2 separate regions of the Hordeum vulgare genome follow, and region 1 is linked to region 2. A link is a contact called in public Hi-C data. All regions are on one chromosome and are shown on one strand. Each heading gives the region's core, a stretch centred on a gene start, on an enhancer-like site or on the middle of the called end of the contact. The rest is flanking DNA. Distances are from core to core; before and after follow the strand shown.

Evidence for each region. A called contact is a pair of places that touch in the nucleus more often than the background predicts.
Region 1: a contact with region 2 is called in a Hi-C map of leaf, with 4 times the contacts expected there. The contact joins the promoter of LOC123452430 here to the promoter of LOC123397762 in region 2. A contact is called at or near these places in 4 of 6 Hi-C or Micro-C datasets (leaf and seedling).

What each region holds. Positions count from the first base shown.
Region 1 is chr5H:344,967,549-344,971,730 of MorexV3_pseudomolecules_assembly, forward strand. It overlaps LOC123452430, which reads left to right and starts at 2,228. Exons shown (of 6, transcript XM_045129076.1): 1 at 2,228-2,542. The coding sequence starts at 2,380.
Region 2 is chr5H:344,728,393-344,732,766 of MorexV3_pseudomolecules_assembly, forward strand. It overlaps LOC123397762 (triacylglycerol lipase 1), which reads right to left and starts at 1,989. Exons shown (of 9, transcript XM_045092295.1): 1 at 1,714-1,989; 2 at 475-585; 3 at 150-290. The coding sequence starts at 1,908.

The DNA.
Region 1 (4,182 bases), core at 978-3,477, 240 kb after region 2:
TCCTTCCTGGCCGGCTAGAGAGCTCTCGCCGGCTAGGGACGAGACGACACTCCCTCCTGGCCGACTGGGAAGCGCTTGCCGGCTAGGAGCGGGACAACAACTTCAAGGCCGGCTAGCGAGGCCGCTAGCCGGCTAGGAAGCCCTAGTCACATCCAAACCTAGGCTGGGACTAGACTCTACGAATAAAGGTGGATACGCGTCAGCACATGTACAAGATTGGGGCGCACGACAGATACAATGTCAGCGGCCATGCCGCTGACCTAGGCCGACTCCGATCCATCAAACCAGCACAGTATAGGCCCATCAGCACCCACTCCATTACCAAGCTTGGTGTGGTAATAGTGGAGACGGCCATACTCACGACCCATGACGAATCTCACAATACGACGCCGGACGTACTACACATGTCCTGCGTCGGCCTTACGCGAGAACTCCATTGGCTCGCCGGCGAATCCCATGGCCAGATGGGACCTCGCAGCCGGCGGGCCCCTCCAACGACAAGACCAGACTACTGTGGGTCCCTTGCTCAGCCAGCGAGGCTTCTAGGCGGGCCCCTCTTTCGTACTTTTATCCATATTGTAGGTCGGTGGGTTTGTCTATAAAACTCCCCGACCCCCCTCCATGCAGAGGGTCGGTCAACTGCTCACACACACACCCATACAGGAGAGGTAGACGCGAGCCGGCAACTCCTTCTTCCTCCTCCGTCGAACAACTCAAGGAGCACACTATAATCCCTTTGGTGCATCAACCATTCCGGCAGGACTAGGGGTGTTATCTCTACGGAGAGCCCTGAACCTGGGTACATCATGCATCCCTCGCTTGTACCAGTCCCGTTCCTGGAGCCCGCCGGTGTCCTTACGGTTTCCACCACTCATGTTTAGCCTAGCCATGGCTGATGTCGTGAGTAAACACCGACAGTTAGTGTAGCTATTGAGGACAAGACAGATCGTGCGTCATTGGGACATCACGACGCATGTACATTCAGTACATCGCGGCGGTGTCGTGCTTATCTGGAGTACGTCTAACCACCGTCTCCTTATAGTGTAATCAACAAGTTTCTCGTTGTGCAAGACCGATCAACATTGTGCCAGCGGCATCTAGTCGGCCGCGATCTCGCAAGAAAAATCCACAACATAGATAAACTTGATCCGAAGAATAAACTAATCGCAAAAATGAAATTGTGATAACATAAGGAATTCATTTTTGCAAGAAGAAGTGATCTGATCCTATACCTCCGTGGGATTGATGAGAGCCTGCTTGAGGTAGGCTTGACGCAGGCTCGATGAAAATGTGTTACGCAATTTCTGCCGACGATTTTGACCCAAGGTTACAGAGCGTAGCGAGCGTTGTAGTTGATCACATAAAAAGGTAGATAAAAGAGAGGAAGTAGGGATAAGACTATCTTTATTACTGACTAGCACAAATGCCCGTGCGTTGCAACGGGAGAAAAATAAAAAAATGTAGCCCATTGGTAAAAACGCGTGTGGATACTGTCAAAAAAAGGCACGTACGTAAGGTCTTAGATTATAAAATATGTACAAAGAAAGAACCTAATGCAAGTATATCATGTCCAAAGATTATAACATTTCCCAAATATTGATGCTTAAGTTAACATGTTACAATACAAATAGTCGGTACGAAATAAAGACAAATATTGATTAGCATTGTATCCTAAATAGTATTTTTTTAAATATTTAATATGTAAAATAACAACATATTCAAACTCTACACATTTTTCTAATCAAGTTTCATATATAACATGTTTAAATTGGATTTACGGTTTAAAAGATATTGTTATTTGAAAATACATATTTATTCTGAATGGACTTCGAGGTTATTAACGCATATGTGAGGGGTGTATGTAAAAAATTTAAAAAACGATTCGTTCTGAATATAATTTGGACTGCGGGTTATTTAGCACGAAAGTAAGGGGGTTTTGTGTAAAATGTGAAAAAAATGGTTTAGCCTCACTTAAAAACGTACCGCGGGTTAATTAGATGAAACTACAGGGATGTTTTTTGCAAAAATGCCACGACGGACGTTAGAAACGATGCGTGTTTTATTATTAAGGAAGATTGATCTGCGTTACAGTGATTACTTCTCGTCTATATATATGTCAAGCCATAAATAATACTTCCTCCGTTTTGAAATAAGTGTCTTATTTTTAAGACCGAGGAAGTAATACAACGAACTCAAAGTATGGAAACGGAAGGGTGCCTAGCACGAAGCCCACCGTCGCCCATCCTGGCTGGGCCCGGTTTCCCGTATGTTCCCGCTCAACCTTATCTTCACCCTTCACCGCCTGATGACCTTTCTTCTCACAAACTTTGGAAGAAAATCTCACCGGAGACAAAGGAGTAGAGAGCTTCGGAAGAGGAGATGGCCTGCTGGTTGGGGCCAGCCTGCAGAGTGGCGGCAGCAGGGGTCTTGCGGTCTGAGCGGCAACGACTAAGCCTTCCTCGAGCGCTGACGGCGGCGAAGAGGGCCACCTTCTTGGAGCAGCAACGAGAGGAAGCAGCCGGCCTCACTCGCGTTGGCCATGGTTAGGGACGACGAGGCCCTCTTCCCGCCCTCTACTTTTCTAACGACGAGGCCACCAGGGCGCTTTCTCCTCCCCTCCCCTCCCGCGGGCGGCAGGGGAGGGGCCCTACCCGCCGCCAGCCCGCGGCCCTTGTCCTCTCCCTCTTCTCTCCTCGCCGTCGCCGGTGTGCGCGGGGCACCCTCTTCCTCTCGCGTCGTGGTGGTGGTGGTGTGGGGGGGGGGGGGTTTCGGCGCAGGCCGCTCTAGCCAAGCCGGAGCGCGGCCTGGTGCAGGACGCGGCGGCGCGGCGGTGGCGACCGGCGGCGGTGCTGGGGGTCGCGGCTATGTGGCGTCGATGGCTGAACGGTGGTGGTGGTGCGTTTTAGGGTTGGCGGCGGCAGCTCCGGCTCCCGGTCGACCCGATCTGGATGACGCGGGGGGTGGAGGCGCTTCGCCTCGTCCGTGCTGGGCTGGCTTGTCGAGGGCCTGCTGGCCGTGGTGAGCCACCTACGGTAGTCTCGCTGGCGGCCTGCGGTGGTGCTGCAGCTCTTCAAGCGGGCGTGAAGGCGGGCCAGGGTTCGGTTGGTGGTGACCTTGGCTGTGGACGGCAGTGAAGGGTCTTCTTTGGGGAGCCGATGGGGAGCGGGGGCACCGGAGCGACTGCTCGGCGACCGGGGTTGCCGGCTGTCATCAGCGGTCCCATTTGTTGGGGCGGAAGCCTCCTGTTGCGGGTGCGGTTGCCGGCAGTGTACCGGCGAGGCAGACTTGCCTTCAGGGCAGGAGTTTTACGTGGTTCTTCTGCTCGGGCTTGGTTGCTCCTTGTGCGAGTTCTGGCGCGGTGTCACCTTGGGGTCAGATTGCTCGGCTCTGGGTCGTCTCCGGCCAAGCCAAGGTGGGACCTTGTGGTTCTGATGTGCAGGCGTCCTCATGTTGTGGCGTCGGTGAAGGTCCATGGAGGTGGTGGTTGGGACAATGTTGACCCGGCAATAGGATCGGTGCTTCAGGCCGCAGACTTACCATCGTCGGAGCTGATTACTCGACGATAGCCGTCGGCAGTCGCTGGGTAATGCCCCCCCACCAGTCCATTGGAGGGGATTGCAGGCGTTGGCGCCCCTACGGTGGTGGCGTTGACCCTGCCTCGGTGGCTGATGCTGGGCTTTTCCTGCCATGGTTTGTGCTATGTGAAGCGGGCGGTTCACGATATCTCGTGGCATGGATGTCGGGGCGGCGACCCTGGAAGGTGGTCTGCATGGTTAGCTCTCCAGTGAACACCATGGCGGCGGCGGCGGTGGCTATGTCTATTGGTCGTGTGGGCGACGACATGTACAACGGTGGGCGGCTCGGGCGTGCTCTCTGTCTTTGGCAGTGGTGTCACTCCGATCCAGATCTGGGGAGCTGAACTCGTTACGCTTATCCTAAAGACCTCGGTGGCATGTGGGAGTTGCGAGCGAAAGCTTTGCGCTTTGTCGTCGACGATGACACCGCTTTCTTCTTGAAGACGTCGTCATGGAGCTCCTCTCCGTGTCTGCGTTCCGGGTAAAAACTTTTGTCCGCCATGGACTCGACAACGGTGACGCTTAGCGTCGTTTTCCTACTTGGGGGCATTGCCGTGCAGCGTGGGTGTTTTAGGGCATAGCGTGGCGTTGTACTCGGTTCTTCCCG
Region 2 (4,374 bases), core at 739-3,238:
AGGTTCTATAAATGTTAGCTCCACTTTATTTTTGCTACCATGCAATTGGGTGAGTTGTCAAATCAGAAGACTTACTGTAGATACCCAATTTATTCCTTTTTTGCAGGAAGTGGTGTTTCATAATGTAACTTTCTATAGAGTACACTCACCTTATCATGAACAGTGAAAGTTGAATGGCCTTTACTCCAACGTGTTCCACGAACATTTCCAATCCAAACATCGAAACCATTATCAGCAAGGATATATCCAAGCGACTGTTCAGCAGAATTTATGAACCATGTGTCTCCTCCCTGTCAAGGATTTGGATAAAGCAAAGCCATTTGAAAATAGAGGCTGATGCGACTGAACAGTGAATATGACAGTTGAAGATAAGGACTGCATTATCTAATGAAACATCCAGATATGGAACAAATTACAATTGAAACACGACAAGATCAAAAGCTATGTAAAGATGGCTGTAATGAGGAAAAAAACCTGAAAAAGACCATGTTGAAGAAAAACTGGAGGTCCAGTATTGTCTGCAACTCCATTTTTGCCATGTGGAATATGCTGAAGAGACAGAAGAAAGCCATCGTTTGTTTCAACCTGCAAGGCAAAAAAAAAATTAAGATCCATATACAAAAGAGTGGCAGCCAGGGGGGAGCTTCTGTTACTATTCATACTTGATGAACTTAAGAGCAGGGATGGAAGGAAAAGAAGGACATTAAGTTTCAAGAAAAGTTCCATGGTGTTTGATAAATTTCCTTCAAGATAATTGATCTAAATACACATAACAACACATTAGTTGTGACCAGCGACAAGCTTTCACTGCAAGATATTAATAGTGTTTTGAATTAAAACATCAAAAGCTCTCTTTCTTCACTCTGCCGTCACTGTGGGCAGAAGCGCCACCAGCATGTGCCATGTGATACCAGGATGATTGTGCAGTCACTGATTTGTCAATAGTTTGTTAAAGTTTTGCAAGATATCTGTGCTAAACAAATGAACTCGCAACCAGGCATTTGCACCGTAAATGGTGTCAACAAGTCAGCATCATCTGTCACGGGTCAGTTCTAACGGAAGTATGTTGGGTTCAAGATGGATGTGACAATGCCTGTCGTAGAGTTGTGCCCTGAAACTAGGAATCGAAGTAAAGGAGTGTAAGCACCGTCTGCCAGTAAGCTTGTCTTTTGCTTGGAGTTGAAACAAAGGTTATGGACTACTTTGCCTGAGAGTAAAGGAGCTCCATGACACAAGTAATTGCTATCCCAGTTCACTTGAGACACACTCTTACATTAATTACTTATTTTCTACGTCGATTGCATTTTCTTCCCTTGGAACAGGAACAGTATCTCTCAACCATTTCATCTTCACCTGGCAAGAAAACAGAAGGACACTGCCGCATGAATGCACGCAAGTGCAAGCCTACCTACGTACAGTTCAAAGAAAAATGGCTACCTACATACGGACACATAACAATTCGGTTCTCCCCGATCTACTTTGGTTGCTAGGCTAGCTGTTCGTTCGATTACCATCCGGATAGACACAATCATGGCCCAACACCATACGGATAAGTCAACGAGTAAACAAACCTCCCCTTCCCTTGGCTTCGCTGGGGGACATGGTCGAAATCGGCACGAGAATAATCACCAGTGGAGGAACCGAGAGGAAGGATGAAGGTAGAGGAGGATGTGTAGTAGTACTACATATACTAGCAGCAGGCAACGTACGTACGGTGTGCTCGGTGCACGGGTAGCCCAGTGGTAGGAGCAGCTGCCCGCAGAGTCCGCCGCCGGCGTCGCCGCGCGGCACGGCGTGGCGGAGGGTGGAGGACGCCGGGGAGCCGTAGGCCCCGCCGGGAACGCAGTAGCGGAGTAGGAGGGTCAGGGCGAGCGCGGCGGCGGCGGCTCCTCCTCCCGGGACCGCCATCTCCGTCGGTCGGGACTCGGCGGGGGACGGGGGGACGGAAGCGGCGGGTCGAGGGCAGTTGGCAGTTACACACGCAACAGAAGCGAGATTGTACCAGTAGTAGTCCAAACTGTTTTATTTGGGCGCGCGACCGACGACGGATACGTAAAAGGATCGGCAGCCCGCAGCGCACGGTTTTATTCCATGGTCAATCAAGAGTATAGCTCATATATGGTATAGCTGCATCTATATTTTTTTAAAGAGTATAACTGTTTTTCACTTAAATGAACTTTTGTATTTGTAATTCACTGATATTGCAATATTCAAATTGCAATAATTTATATTGAAAAGACATCTTAACCCGTAAATTTTTACCCATATCTGTCGCAGACATCGAAGAACCAGTTCACGACAAAAATACGGCATCCAACCAACGCTAGTTACATGGCTCTATATTGTTTTTTTAAGTTGACACGTTCAAATAGTCGCATATACAGTCTAGCGTTGTCCATTACGCTTTGTGCATTAACCCATGATTTTCGTAAGAGTTCTATCTGGGGTTAGATGTGTTTTCATGGGCTTGAGTCAAGAGAAAGATCTCATACAACCTATGGAGGATGACGTCAAGTGGTGATCGTCGTCAAGATTGCGGTGTGCAAGTTCAAGTGGAGCATCATGGCAATATCTTGCTTGAAGCTTGCCGTCCTTTGTGGTGGCAATGGACTTGTGAAGATGTGCTCAATAGTGGCTCACCCATAGTGGGGTATGGGGGAGGAATTTAAGTCTTCATCGAGCCAGCGCAATCAAGAAAGGTGGTTCATCTTGAGGAAGTCAACATCGTCAACATCTAGCTCAAGTGGACTATGTTCAAGGTATAGGTTTGCCCTTGATAGGTTTTCTATTTTAGGATAGATTGTCGTACTGTCAAGGGGGGCTCTCAAGTGAGTAGCTTGATCGTATCGTTCATTGAGAGCTCAAACCATTTGTGCATCATCTTTCTTGGTTCTTGTTTGGTGTTTCTCTTCGTGAGTTTTAGAGCTTATGATCATCTTTATGACAAGCTCAAGTTCATCAAAAACGGAGTTCATATGCATCTTCTATGATGTTTTTTATGTTGGAGTTTTTGTCAATTCTTCATTCATAGAGGTTTCACATCTCTATATCATTGAAATTTTCATAGCTGCATGTTCTTAAGATTTCCTGAATCCAACAAGCTTGAGTTTGGTCATTTCGGAGCTCGTATGCGAAAGTTATGGCAGTTCTGGACAGGTTCTCTCTTCCAATCGGTATTACCGCTCCACCTCTTATCACTGGTAGTACCGCTCCACCTCTTATCACTGGTCGTACCGCCCTGGCCGGCGGTAGTACCGCTCTGCTGGTACCGCTGGGTTGTACCGCTGCTCGGAAGTGCAAACACTTTTGTGGTCGGACTTTGCGGTAGTACTGGGCGGTAGTACCGCCCACCGCTCCGGGAGGTACTAGCTTCCCTACCTCGTCTTTGGCTTGGCCTCCCTCTGCTTGAGCGGTAGTACCACTCCCCTGAGCGGTACTGCCTCTTATCATCGGTAGTACCGCTCCCTGGAGCGGTAATACCGCTCTCGCTCGTGCTGAGGGGGTGGGTAAAGGACAGACTCATTCCCCCCTTATAAAAGGGGGTCTTCTTCCCCAATGGTTTTCTATCCGTTGAGCTCGTTTTTGCTCCCCATTGTTGACCTTCTTTGAGCTTGCTAACTCTCAATCCCTTCAATGATTCTTGGTAGTTCTTGAGGGAAAAGAGAGAGGAGATCTAGATCCACATTTCCACCAATCACTTTCTCCTCTATGTGAGGGGAACCCCTAGGATCTAGATCTTGGATTTCTTCATGTTCTTCTTCGCTCTTCCTCTATTTTTCTTCAATAGCATTAGTTGTTGTGGAGGGATTTGGGAGTGAAGGACTTGGGCACTCCGTGTGCCCTTGCCATTGCATTTGGTGCATAGGTTTGAATTCTCCACGGTGATACGTGGAAGTGAAAAGTTTGAGAAGATTATTACCCTTGGGTAATTGGTACCCTAGAAATTGTTCCTCGTGGATGCTTTGGCGTCCTAGAAGCTTCGTGGTGCCTTGGATCTCAATCATTGTGGTGTAAAGCTCCGGGCAAGCTTCGGGGTCTCCAATTAGGTTATGGAGATTGCCCCGAGCATTTGAGGTTACCTCGAAGCCATATTCAATTGTGGTGAAGCTCCATGGTGTTGTTGGGAGCCTCCAATTAAGTTGTGGAGATTGCCCAACCTTGTTTGTGTTGGGTAACGTAGCATAAATTCAAAATTTTCCTACGCATATTCAGATCTTCCTATGGAGAGGCCAGCAACGAGAGAGGGGTAAGAGCATCTTCATACCTTTGAAGATCGCTAAGCGGAAGCGTTACTAGAACGCGGTTGATGGAGTCGTACTCGCGGCGATTCAGATCGCGGTGTGATTCCGATCTAGTGCCGAACTACGGCACCTC